Regions from separate parts of the Pan troglodytes genome. Here region 2 is linked to region 1. The links are chromatin contacts, called in public capture Hi-C maps. All regions are on one chromosome and are shown on one strand. The core of a region is the stretch at or near the end of the contact, and the rest is flanking DNA. Distances in the headings are between cores, read along the strand shown. Region 1 overlaps SHROOM3 (shroom family member 3). Region 2 overlaps SHROOM3 (shroom family member 3).

Region 1 (7,362 bases), core at 3,735-6,234:
GGGACAGGATAGGCTTAGGCGGTCCAAGTAAATCCCTCCTCCCTGGCTGAGTTCTGAATCAGTTAGGAAATAAGACAAAAGAGGAGGGCATATAGAAGACAAAAACATCACTTGTATTACTGACAGAGCTAACATTAAAGAACATGGCTTCAGATTGTAAGTGGGTCTCTTGATACTGAACCCCCAAGTTAAACAGGTTTACCTACCTCATCAAAGGTCATGCTAGACACACAAATACACATAGATATTAATATATACAGCCTTGAGGCAGCCTCAGTCTCAAAAGAGAAGAGAGAGACTGGGATGTGAATGCTCAGCTTCTCTTTCCAAAATCACTCCATGTCCATAGGGAGGAATAAAGAGTAGGGCTCAAGGTCAGTAATGTTTAGGGAAAACCTCTTGGAAGCTAGAAGAATGAGAGAAGCATTCCCCAACACATAGTCCCTAGAACAAGTAATCTCTCAAAACACCAAAAAAAACACATTGCCTGACAGCACCTTTTGAGTGGCTTTCTTTAAACACCACAAGAGTGACTTACTACCACTACCCCCGTTAACCTAGACCTTTCAGAAATCTCTGGAATCTAACAGCAACATTCACCAGAACTGAATTCCTAGTCCATCTTCCTCAGGAGATGACAACCTCCTGACCAGCTGCTGGGCTCAGGAGCCCCTTTAGAGTGCTGTTGTTTTCTAAAGAAGGGGTTGATCTCAGAAATGTGACTATCTCACCCTACTCCTATGTATATATCTATGTATGTTTGTGTGTCTAGCATGACCTGTGACTAGGTAGGTAAATGTTTTTAGTTTCGGGGTTCAGTATCAGGAGACCCACTTATAATCAGAAGCCATATTCTTTAACATTAGCTCTGTCAGTAACATGTGGAAGATGTGGAAAGCTACAGCCCTGATGATGTGGAAAGCTTCTCCCTCAGTCTTTCTCCACCCTCTTATCATCACCCTTCTCTTATCATTCTCTCTTTTTTTTTTTTTTTTTAAATATCCCTGGCAGCTCCAACAAACTTTCTAAAGTGACAATTGCAAGGGAAAGGCACATGCCTGGTGCAGCCCATGTGGTAGGTAGTCAGACACTGGCTTCCAGACTCCAAACTTCTATCAAGGGTTCAGAGGCTGAGTCCACACCACCCTCCTTCATGAGCGTTCACGCCCAACTTGCTGGGTCTCTTGGTGGGCAGCCAGCACCCATCCAGACTCAAAGTCTCAGCCATGATCCAGTCAATGGAACTCAGGGTTTAGAAAAGAAAGTCAGTTCTGATCCTCAGAAGAGTTCAGAAGACATCAGAACAGAGGCTTTGGCCAAGGAAATTGTCCACCAAGACAAATCTCTAGCAGACATTTTGGATCCAGACTCCAGGCTCAAGACAACAATGGACCTGATGGAAGGTTTGTTTCCCCGAGATGTGAACTTGCTGAAGGAAAACAGTGTAAAGAGGAAGGCCATACAGAGAACTGTCAGCTCTTCAGGATGTGAAGGCAAGAGGTAAGTCCCTGGTGATGTCCTCAGAGAGACTTACAATCACACTTCTTCCATGGGGATGATGATAAGTCTAGGACTAGTTGCCTGATGTTCTCCTACTGCCACAGCTCCTGAACCAAGAGTGACATTTTATCTCAGTCTTGGAGGAATGGCTCTGGCAGTAAGGATGTGGGACAGATATGCAACAACAAAGAAAGTAATAGTAATAATTATAATAATTGCCATTAGTACCCATTGTTAATGTTGTGTGTCAAACATTGTATTGATTTATTTATATCAACATTATTTAATTTTCACAAGAACTTTCTGAGGTGGCTACCGATTTTACCTCCATTTACAAATGAGGAAACTGAAGTACAGAGGAATTAAGACCATGCTCACCAAGGTCATTGAACATGTGAGTGATGGCACCTGGATTTGATCACAGCCCCATGACTGTGCCTGTCTCCAGCAATTACACAGTGCCCCCAGCTCAGCAAAGGTGTACTTGCCCGTTCTGTATCAGAGCTGCTCTGGCAGAGAGGCCCTCAGAGCTCGGTGCTGGGAAAGGAGCAAGTGGAAGTGGTGAGCGTGGCCAACGTCTTGCCAAGACTGAGAGGGGAAGGGCTTTGTAAGGAGGAGAGCCTAGAGAAATAGATTCATGTACTACACTGACCCTTACCTCTGAGGCATTAAGGTGGGTGTTGGCGCAAATCCTGAAAATCAGGAAAGGTCTGAGTAGGAGCGCACTGTCTGGTTTGGCCCAGTCCGTGAGCCTCTGCTTCTGAAGCTCCTTGAGCCAGCCATGTAACACGTGTCCCAGTGTGCAGTCTGTGCTTTTGATGCTTTTCATTTCTCTGGGTTACTGCAGTATTTTCTTGCATGTTTTATTTCCTTAAAAGACTACTATGAGAAAGACTGAGTAGCTTTCATTTTCTCTTAAATTTTCAGTGAAATCTTTGTGGATTGACAGTCTGGGACTCAGCAGTTAGTGGCTTCCAGACTAAATAAAAACAGAACATTTTATCCAAATTTGGGATTGCATTTTAAAAATTTCCAACTGATCCTAACTAAATTACTAACAGGAACACCACGTTTCATTTTATGGGGGAGAGAGAAAGGAAAGAGCTATGTGATACTTACAAGCTATTTGTCACGTTGTCAGAGGCTCTTCTGATTCAAGGCCTTAACTGTCACCTTGTCCATTTCCCCGCTTTTATTTTCAGATTTGGGAAACAGACTAATTGAGGTGAAGTGATTTATCCAGGGCCATGTCTTTAGCAAACACATACTGAGCACCTACAATGTGCAAGGCAATCCACTGGGTACTATGTGGACCCCAAAGATAAGATTTTTGTGGGTGTGCCAGTCAGTTCACCATGGGTGGTTGCAGTATGGTCATTCTGTTCTCTGACCACTGGCTGAAGGACCAAAGTAACATCCTTAGCAAAGTATTTCCTAGCATTACCACTGGAAATATATGTTTGCTCCGTCAGTTTAGAAGCAGAATGGTCATGGAGCTTTTGCAGCACTGAGACCTTCCTGGGGATTAAAAAAAAAAAAAAAAGGCATGCGCCATCTCCTGGTGGAAATAAGCATTGTCCTCTTGGGCATGAGATGGCCAGTAGCCATTGTGAGGGTTGGTCAGATGCCAGAGAATCCCATTTGTAATGCGGTGGACATATCTGAAAACAAGAACAAAAAAATGTATCAGAAAATCTTTTCCCTGTCTTTCAGTTAACTGGATTAAATGTGGTCATTGTTGCTTACTGGGACAGTTATCAAGCAGGAAACTAGTAAAGATGATTTTTTGTGTGTGTGGTTCCTAATTTCATAGTAAAATGATGGGCTAGATGTTAAACAATATCACAAGATTGAATAAAGTTCCTCTCCAAGAGAATCGTACTTCCATAGAGTCATTTATTCAGTGGGTAGGATATGAATTATAGGCTGAAAGGCAACTCAAATGTGGTAAAACAGAGAACACTAGATAGCAGGTTTCTCAATTCTGAGTTTTTTCTTCAGCCTTAAAACATCCCTATTATATTATCAATGAGTAGATTTTATATCTTGTATTAGTTCACTGCGGACCAGCAAACTGCAGATTTCCCAGGATTATATAGGATAGCAGGCACACTTGAGAAGAAAAATTTTGTATGTTCAAGCAACAATGCATAGTAGGCACTAGAAAGATTACATGTCACCAAAGGAGTATAGGAAATAATTGACCTAAAACCTGAGGTTTGTGCAGCACCTTGAAAATACTTTCACATTGATTGAGTCATGGTTCCACACTGCCTTTCTCTGAAATAAGGAGTCAGTGTCGTTCTTATATGAATCACAAAAGCAGAGAGGTTAAATGTCTTCTCCAGAGTCAGCTGGCGAGGCCATAGCCTTGACTCCCGCTGTCATCCCTAATGCTGCTTTTGGTGGTTTTCCATCCCAAGTTTGCCTGGCTTCAACAGCCCTGTACATAGTAATCACTCATTAGTTAACAGTTACTAGTTTATCCTAATTTCTGGGAAAGAAATTAAATAGAATTGTTACGCGCTTCTGAATGGACTGACGTCTGCAGTGAAACAAAGCCTCTGGTGTGATCTGTGTGGCTATACTTTGTGCTCTTTTTGGCCCAGGAATGAAGACAAGGAAGCAGTGAGCATGTTGGTTAACTGCCCTGCCTACTACAGTGTGTCTGCTCCCAAGGCTGAGCTACTGAACAAAATCAAAGAGATGCCAGCAGAAGTGAATGAGGAAGAGGAACAGGCAGATGTCAATGAAAAGAAGGTAAATAAAGAATGGGATGCCCTTGTTCTGCTTTCCTCAGAAAAATTGACAAGGTCCATGTAATCAGCGTGGTGACTGGGCCTCTTGAGGCAGGTGGGGAAAGGACCTGTCGCATCACCAGATTGCACCAAAATCATTAGACTTTGGATTTACATGGCACTTTAACTAATTTCCTCTTAGCTTTTCTGTGAGTAGGCAGGGCAGGTAAGCTACTGTCCTTTTCGTTTTTACAAATAACAGAAGTGAAGCTTAGAGGGATTATTAGAAGTCTCATAGCCAGGACCTGAACCCAAGTCCCTAGCCTCCTAATCCAGCACCAGGACCCTGACACTGTTCTCAGCTGCTGGTTGGCCAGTGCCAATGGTGTGTGTAATTTTCTTGTTTCATGGTCAAAAGGAAAATTTAAAAATCTAGAAACTTTTTTTAGGGAAGGAGGCCAATTGTTAAATGACACTTCTGAGAAAAAGTAATATTAACCTTTATATCTTCCCCAGCCCTCTTTGCGGGACTTCCGTGAATAGCTTGAAAGTGCAGTGCTGGAATCTAGTTGTTAGCATTTGATACTCCTACAGACATTTCAAATGTTAAGACACTTAAAAAATGACCGTGATGCTGCTGCTGTCTTCCCACATGCCATGGAGATCTAAACTGGGCTGTGTCTGCAGGGGAGAAAGTTCTCACCTTCCACTTTCTCTATAGCACCAGAGGGGCTGCCTTCTGCTGTGCTTGCAGCTCTCTATGCAGCTCAGGCACGCGTGCTGCAAAGGAAAGCTTGCTTGCTTCTTGCTGAGCCTGGAATGTAAGTGGTTTTCAGTGATCCTGATTCCAGGAGAAACTTTCTAGGGTGATTTTATTTCATTTGATCTACAATGTGTCCCAAGCTGTCTTGTCTGTTGGAATGAAACCACAGGATATAGACCCTAGGAGCAGAGGGTAATTGGACAGGAGGGATCTTTGCAGCACCTCTGGGTCATGGCTAACATGCTGATGCAACCATTGTAGTAGCAAGCTCCCTGCTAGCCCAAAGTTTTCCTATGTACATACTTGTCATTGTATACCCCTGATATATACCTACCCCAGCACTGCCGAGCACTTCATTTAACGGGTCCCCTGATTAGCAAATAAGACCACTTGGCTTTTGGTCTGTCTATATTTATCCCAAAGAGAGAGCTATGTATACACCCTTACATGTACCACGTTGCCATGGCATCTTTAACTGAACGTTTTACACAATTTTTTTGTTATTTTGTTTTCTGCCTGTGGGCATACCTGCTTTACAGTTGCAGTGTGGCAAATACTCATTGCTTTTCCTCCCTATCTTAATTTTTAAGTGTTTTTTTTTCTAAGTTTTATTTTAGAATCGGGGCATAGGCAGGTTTGTTACAAAGGTATATTGCATGATCCTGAGGCTTGCTGTATGATTGTATGCATCAACCAGGTAGCGAGCATAGTACCCAATAGGTAGTTTTTTAACCTTTGTCCCCTTTCCTTCCAACCCCCTCTTTTATTCCCCAGTGTCTGCTGTTCCCATATTTATGTCCATGTGTACCCAATTAACTGTTTTCCCATCACTTTCAATTATCACCCTCTCACTCGAAGCATTATGTGGCAAAAAGTATTTTTAGACTGAGAATATGAAGAAATAGAGAATTAATTCATCCTCACGGGAAACAACATTAGGTAGCATGTATTTCATTCCAAGTGTGGGCTATGTATTTGATTTTCTTTTCAACACAATGCTGTACTATCTTACTTGCACAAAACTCCTCTGACACTTGTACTACCACATTTTATGCTAATCAGAATTAGAGAATTTAAGGGCTGGGGTCACACAGTTAATAGATGCTAAAGTCAGATTTAACCTTATGTCTTTCTGACCCCAAAGCCTGCTAAAAATTGCTCCCAGGTCAGCTGCCTTTAAACCTTGCTGCCCTGGGAACTGAGCTAAACTGGAGGTTCTCTGGGTATAACTAACCAGAGCTAGAGTTTGAGATTAAAACCAGTTAAAACCCATTTTAAACCAAAAATATGAGAACAGCAGTGTCCGTGACTTGAGGACTGAGGAGTTTCGAGTCATTTGGAGTGCCTTTTGAGGGAGTCACGGGCTTAGGAAGACAAAACCCCACTCAGGGTGAAAGAGATCTTAGGGAGAGGAAATGTCACAGCCACATAACCAGGGCCTGGCACCTAGCACGTGCTCAATAAACATTTGTTTCATGAAGTTACAAAGTGCAAAACTCCCAAGTTGGAGTTTACCGTTTAACTGAAGAAAAACATCCAGAAGGCCACTGTGGAAAGTTACAGGATTCGAGTCTATGGCCTTGCTATCCTCAACACATTTGATCTCAGAAGCTGACCAGGGTCAGGCCTGGTTAGCACTTGGATGGGAGATCATGGTATTAGAATTCAGAAGAAAAAAAAAATCTGGAAGTTAAGCAACTAGTTTGTCCTTTCTTGACCCTTTTTTCTTTATAAAATGGAAGTGGTAATGATCTCTCACATAATAGTTGTGGGGTCAAATTAACTGACGTATATGAATGTGCTTTTTGAGCTGCAGGGTGTAAGAGCATATAATATCTTAACAGAGAAGTGTTTAAGGCAATGTCATGTAAGTATGCAAATGTTGATGGCATCTGGTATCTTTCATGTTAAGATGTTCAGTGAGAAGGTGCCTTATTGCCAACAAGGCTAGGCACTTTCCTAAATCAGACTCTTAAGAGGAAAAACAGCTCACATTTGTTTTCTCTCTTCACTGTGGAAAATGTTGCCCACAGCACCAGGGGGATGATACCCACTTGCCCTGTGGGCTTATCTGGCTCTTCAGGGATAAAGAAAGATGAGAAAAGGCTATTTAGTTAATGAGGCCTCCACATCCAGTTAGAATTTCCTTCGGTTCCTTCTTCCCTCAATCCTTTCTTCTAGGGCTGTAAGTGGCCTGAGGGTTTGCATCACTTTGTGAGTGTAAAATGTTAGGCTCATAAACGCTTAGTGAGAACACACCTTCTCTGTTTCAGACACTGTGCTCTGCCTTGGGCATACAAACATGAATAAGACCCTGTGTCTGCTTTCCTGGAACTTTAGACTGGCAAGAGAGGTGGATTA
Region 2 (6,306 bases), core at 1,200-3,699, 330 kb before region 1:
AATCTACTTCATGGCATTGAGAAATGAGGGAAGATCAGCTGGGAAAGTTTTCCTCAATCTTTCTTTTCTTTTCTTTTCTTTTTTCTTTGAGACAGAGTCTCACTCTGTCACCCAGGCTTGAGTGCAGTGGCGCCATCTCCCTCACTGCAACCTCTGTCTCCCAGGTTCAAGCGATTCTGCTTCAGCCTCTCGAGTAGCTGGGACTACAGGCATGCACCACCCCACCCGGCTAATATTTTTTGTATTTTTAGTAGAGACAGGTTTTCACCATGTTGGCCAGGCTGGTCTCAAACTCCTGACTTCAGGAGTCACCCACTTCAGCCTCCCAAAGTGCTGAGATTACAAGTGTGAGCCACCGTGCCCGGCGATTTTTGTTTTGTTTTGTTTTAAATCAGCTGACATCACGCTTTGATCCCCAATCTTAAGGAGACACATGAAGACATGATTCTTTTTGCCTGTGAAAGGCTGCCTAGAGAGATTGCACAAACTTTAAAATAAGATTGATTTTTGTCTATTTAGGATTGTTCTGAGGCCTTCTAAGAAAGACTAAATAAACTTCCAAACTTATAATTTAACAATTTATTAGGCTGGGCGCGGTGGCTCACGCCTGTAATCCTAGCACTTTGGGAGGCCGAGGCGGGTGGATTGCCTGAGCTGAGGAGGTCAAGACCAGCCTGGGCTGGTCTCAACCAAAAAGCTTGAGAATTGCCAGACTGGGTGAAACCCCGTCTCTACTAAAATACAAAAAAAAAGTAGTCAGGTGTGGCAGTGTGTGCCTGTAATCCCAGCTACTCGAGAGGCTGTGACAGGAGAATCACTTGAACCCGGGAGGCAGAGGTTGCAGTGAGCTGAGCCGAGATCGCCATTGCACTCCAGCCTGGGTGACAAAGTGAGACTCTGTCTCAAAAAAAAAACAAACCCTATTTATTGTCTACAGTTAATTTACTTTACCGATTAGTGAGCCAGAATAGCCAGTAGATGTCGCTCTGATTTCATTTTCAGAGATAACCTACTGACTTTTCAATCTCTTAAATATTCCATCTAGAAGCATTTTTAAAAATCCAATAAGTTGACAATCACATTAAAAGTTTTAGCAAAAAATAAAGAGAAAAACATTAGGGCATACTAAGAAAAATTAAAATCAAGAAATGGGAATTTTCAAAAGATCAACTTAATTTTTCCTTCAGTGCTGTTAGCAAATACAATGATGTGTGATTGCTAAAAAGTGAAAACAGTGATTAGGAAGATGACATTTAACAGACTGATTGGTGTAGGGAGGCAAAACAAGTAGTAGAGTCAATATGACTGATATATTTTTCTGTTCTGGGGCCATATTCACAATGACAGCAATATGAGCTCAATAACTCACAGTGGGAATTTTTCGTATAGAGACAGAAAATAAAGTTGTAAGCTACATTGGATCTATTTGTCATGAAGGGATGAATCTGATCAAGAAAACAGGGGTAATTCTAAGTTAGAGGCAGAAGGAAGGAGAGAAGTAATAGAAAAACACAATGTGAAGCTTCATTTTTGGTACCGTGCTAAGCTTCTCTAAACTTTCTCCCAAACCAGGAAAAACCACGAAAGGGTTTCCTTGTGTATTACTCTGAACTCTTTCAGTTGCAAGAAGCAGAAACTCAACCCCCGCTGGATTAAGGAAAAAATAAACAGGTACCTATGGGGTCATAAAACTGGTAATTGTAGGAGTGGGGTGGCTTTAGGCCTGGCTGCGTCTGCTTATGGTGGCCTAAAGCCACCCCACTCCTACAATTACCAGTTTTATGATCCCATAGGAACTTGGAAAGTTAAGGGTCTTCAGGGTCAAAACTGCTTTTGTAATAATACTAAGACATTGTGTACCTTTTCCACTTGCTCTCTCAAAAATGTATAGGGGAATCTTCCAGTGGCTATATGCCATGTGATATTGAACAAATTGAATACAGAAGCAGATGGTAGAATCCAACCATCTTTTACTAACCTGGCCATTAAAGAGAGTTGCAAATATGTGAAACAGTGCCACTCTTCTTGGTAATATTTTTTGTTTGAGACAATGTAATTATTTTTCATAAAAATATTAATATGTTACTTTAACATATAAAGATTTATTATTTTTAAATGAATTAATACATAAGTATTTTAAAATGTTCTTTTCTATTTTCTAATATAGTAAATATTGATCAATACAAAACACATAAAATTTCTCTGGAGTCTTCAATAATTTTTAAGCATGTAAGGGTTCCTGAAACCAAAAAGCTTGAGAATTGCCAGCTTCAGTAAGGTACAATTGGGCACAAGGCTCAATGGTATCACCAGAACTGTCTCCTACTTATCATAGACTGCTTTTCTCAGAGCTGGTTTCCTTCTCAGGCGTGTGATATCAAAGATGACTTCCAGCTGGGGCGTGGCAGCTCACACTTGTAATCTCAGCACATTGGGAGGCTGAGGCGGAAGGATCACTTGAGCCCAGGAGTTTGAGATCAGCCTGGGCAACAGAGTGAGACCCTGTCTGTACAAAACAATTTTTAAAATTGGCCAGGCATGGTGACATGCACCTGTAGTCTCAGCTACTTGCGAGGCTGAGGTGGGAGCACTGCTTGAGCCTGGGAGATTGAGGCTACAGTAGGCCACCATCACACCCTGCATTCCAGCCTGGGCGACAAAGCTAGACTCTGTCTCAATTAAAAAAAAAAAAAAAAAAAAAAAGACTTCCAGCAACTCGAAAATTTTATCTACCAACCTAGCAAACCATAGGAGAAAATGCCATTTTTTGACAGCACTAGTAAAATTTCTAGTTATAACATTGGTCACACTTAAGTCTCATGCCCATCCACATATCAATCATTTGAGCCAGGGGTTGGTTGATTCCTGGGTCATTACGTCCACCCTGGAGCCGGGGACAGGGGCAGCCCACCAGCACCACAGGATCGAGGAAGAAGTGGTTCCCTAGAAAGATGATGAATGGGGCATAAAAGAAGTCCTCTATTAGAAAGCCTGAGTCCTATGCTGTTCTCAGTTAGAATCCTAACCTTTCTTTCCACTGTCAGCACCTTGAGACAATAGAGTTGCCTTTCTCTTCTTGGGGAGAAGAGTCTGATTGCATTCTGTAATTAAGAGTTTGCATCCAAATCACATATCCTAACAGAAGTTCTTCTTATGAATTAGCAGTGCTATACCAAAAGAAAGTTGTCTTTTCACCGTAAACTATGCAGAACACCTGACTTAAGCTAGGATTTCATTCCTAAACGTCTGAAGATTTAAATTTCATGCCTGCCTGTGTTGCTTGCAGGATTACTCTGGTCAGATCATTTAACCTTCTGGTGGCCTCTGTGTCCTTACCTCTAAAATCAAGGGCGTGGGAGGATTGTCTCTTGCAGCTTTAACATTCTTTGAATCTGATCAACAGAAGATGGAGGAAAAAAGTTCTTCCAAACCTGGTCTATCAACTGCTATAGTGAAGGTCCACAAAATGAAGTTTTACATTTTTTTTTCAGATTACATATCAATTTCGGTTCTATGTTTGTTTCTTCAATATTTTTGGTGATAATCTAAAATGGAGATTTCATCAGTCTGCAAGCACTGGGTTCATATTATCTTTTCCTTATTTCCTTTGCCTTTAGCTTCATTACTTTTTTTGTTTATTATTTTTTAAATTGACAACTAAAAATTATATATACTTATGGTGTACCACATGATGTTTTGATATAAGTATACATTGTAAAATGGCTAAATCAAGGAATTAACCTATTACCTCACATACTAATTTTTTTTGTGGTGAGAGCACTTAAAATCTAATCTTAGCAATTTCCAAATATACAATACATTGTTATAACTATGGTCATCATGCTGTACAATAGATCTCTTGAGCTTATGCCTCCTAACTGAAATTTTGTATAGCTGTGTTACTTTTAATATTAAATGTGGATTCTGTAAAATCCCAGTTTTTACAAAATGTATTAGGAGTAACATAATAAGAGCCTCATAAATTAATTTTTTCAGAAAGAAAGCTGTTCATTTACTTAGGACTTTTATTTAAAATACATATGTTCTTTGAAATGAAAGAAAAGCTAATGTTTCTCCATTTATTCTAACTTACGAATTAAGCTGTAAAAGAAAACCACAATAGAAATTGCGTAAATTACCCTTAAGAATCAGCCAATTTTTACCACATACTTTCATTTGGTACACCTTAGGTTTCCTTATGTTTCCATTCACATACTACCATTACATAAGGTTTTACTTTTTTTTTTTTTTGTCTTTGAGCCCTTCAAGTGAAGTTACCATTGAAAATCAAACAATATCTGTCCAGTGTTGTAAATTAAATATCGTGTAGTTTGATATCATATACCTGCCTTTCCATATCAGCCTTTCATTAATTATAAGTACAAACACCAAAATAATTGTTATCAAGCCCCACAGTAGTTTTTAACTTCAGTTTTCAACTTAATTCTCATTATCCCATACTTTTAAACAGAAAAAAGTTTTAGTACATATATTACCTGGAAGTAATTCTAATCTGTTCCAATAACTAAATAGCTGAGGCTTCTGGGTTAGATATGGTTATCTTCTACTGTTCCAATTTTTAATACAAAGTATGAATGTTAAATTTGTATATAACATTATTACAAAATGACACTGGTAACATGAAATCAGAACAACATTCTTTCCCGAGTACCTAGTACTTACCCACAAGGCATTGTAGATTTCTTTTCATTTAAAGAGTGGATAACAATCTTGGAGTAGATAACAATGAAAACCTAGAAAAAAAAACCCACCTCCTGTTTTTATTGAGTCAAACAAGCAGAACTTTGATTGGAAAGTCCCATTTCATATATTACACTTGGTAGTATTTTCTTCTAACGAAAAAAAAAAAGCCCTTGTGCCACCACCTTGACATGTACTTAAACGTTTACCCAAATCACTTAGGCATTGCTTCTCAAACTTGGCTGCACAGCAGAATTGCCTGGAGGGTTTTTAAAAACACAAATGCCTATGTCTCACTCCCTGAAATTCTCCTTTAATTGGTACGAGGCGGGGCTATTCTAGGAACTATTTTCTATCCCTTGGCAATTAGCCATCTGTATAGTATTTTTAACTTTCTACGTGTTATTAACTGTAAGACTGTTTGAATTGTCAGGTCTTTGTGGTGAGCTGAATTCTGCATGGCAGTGCTTACTGTGCAGAAAGGTTGCAATGCCTCACTTTGCCTTAATCCATGTTCCTCTGACTTCCTTACTCTTTCTCTCAAGAGGAGGCAAGTGGCTGTGGCGGCCGCAGCAGTGGCTGATCATCACTGAAAATACCAAAGAAAAGAACTGAGCTGCCTCCTTCATATTTTTTCCATTGAGGATTAATTTACCGTGCTTTTTCATTTTCTCTACATCCTGCAAAAGCTTTTTTTCTCTCCTAAGAAACAAACTATGAACTGATTGTTGAAAAAAAGAAGTAAAAAGTTTTAGCACAACTTCTCTGTCTCTTCGGGACAAGTTAGAAAATTCTGAAGTGAGCCGAAGCATAGTAAGTGCTTTCTTTCTTTTTAAGCTACTTCTGGAGAGGGAGGAGGCTATTGTAATGGTAAATTTCACTCCGAGAGGAAGAAAGGGTTGATAATCAATCAAAAATGAGGTATTCCTTTGAGTATTTGTGATTTTCTTACTATATTGTAAGAAGCTTTTAATTTTCTCTGTAAAATAGGCAGAAATGGTTTTAGTGTGTGTATGTGTGAAATAAAAGCTCAGAAAAGCAATCTTCAGAGCGCCACTGAAGGAAGTTTTGACGAACGGAGTAGAGATGTATACCACTTGGGGGCTTCAGTGAGAACCCAGAATTCCTGGAGGAGGATTTACATTCAGAAATGTTGAAGTGAAAATTCCTTCTGGTTCAGCATCTTGGAGTTCAGCTTGGAAGAACATTTTACGTATGGAAGAATTTGCTTCTCCAAACCTCTCTTTTGGCCATTGTGTGTCCTGAAGGATGGGACAACTTGTGCTGTAGAAGCACTGCTTGCCTGAGTTTGCTTCAGGCATTTTAAATTTAACTTGAGGGATCATGTGTTTGGCATGATGAGGACCACTGAAAACTTCCACAAGCCTAGTGCCACATTAAACTCTAACACGGCCACCAAGGGAAGGTACATTTATCTGGAGGCATTCCTGGAGGGAGGAGCTCCCTGGGGTTTTACTCTAAAAGGTGGCCTGGAGCACGGAGAACCATTAATCATCTCTAAGGTATGTTTCTTTTTCCAATATTGCCTTTATTCAAATTGTTTTTTTCAACTTGTCAGATTTGTCAAAAATGCAAAATAATGAG

Evidence for each region. Capture Hi-C pulls out chosen DNA fragments and counts their contacts.
Region 2: a contact with region 1 is called in a capture Hi-C map of stem cell-derived neural stem cells, with 4 times the contacts expected there. The contact joins two enhancer-like sites. A contact is called at or near these places in 2 of 7 Hi-C or Micro-C datasets (induced pluripotent stem cells and stem cell-derived neural progenitor cells), 1 of 1 datasets of contacts at active chromatin or transcription factors (stem cell-derived excitatory neurons) and 1 of 1 other capture datasets (stem cell-derived neural stem cells).

The regions. Positions count from the first base shown.
Region 1 is chr3:53,365,388-53,372,749 of NHGRI_mPanTro3-v2.0_pri, reverse strand. SHROOM3 (shroom family member 3) reads left to right here. Exons shown (of 14, transcript XM_063809524.1): 11 at 1,012-1,500; 12 at 4,110-4,260. LOC107974279 (a long non-coding RNA gene) reads right to left here. Exons shown (of 3, transcript XR_008547511.2): 2 at 2,620-3,161. Among named protein-coding and RNA genes, the nearest start is that of SOWAHB, 140 kb to the right of the region's middle. Within about 2 kb of position 4,984, at least 4 of the 24 cell types and tissues checked have an H3K27ac peak or open chromatin away from gene starts, as enhancers often do. A contact at or near this core is called in stem cell-derived neural stem cells, where this site is marked.
Region 2 is chr3:53,692,369-53,698,674 of NHGRI_mPanTro3-v2.0_pri, reverse strand. SHROOM3 (shroom family member 3) reads left to right here. Exons shown (of 14, transcript XM_063809524.1): 4 at 5,247-6,224. The coding sequence starts at 6,057. Among named protein-coding and RNA genes, the nearest start is that of CCDC158, 9.6 kb to the left of the region's middle. Within about 2 kb of position 2,449, at least 2 of the 24 cell types and tissues checked have an H3K27ac peak or open chromatin away from gene starts, as enhancers often do. A contact at or near this core is called in stem cell-derived neural stem cells, where this site is marked.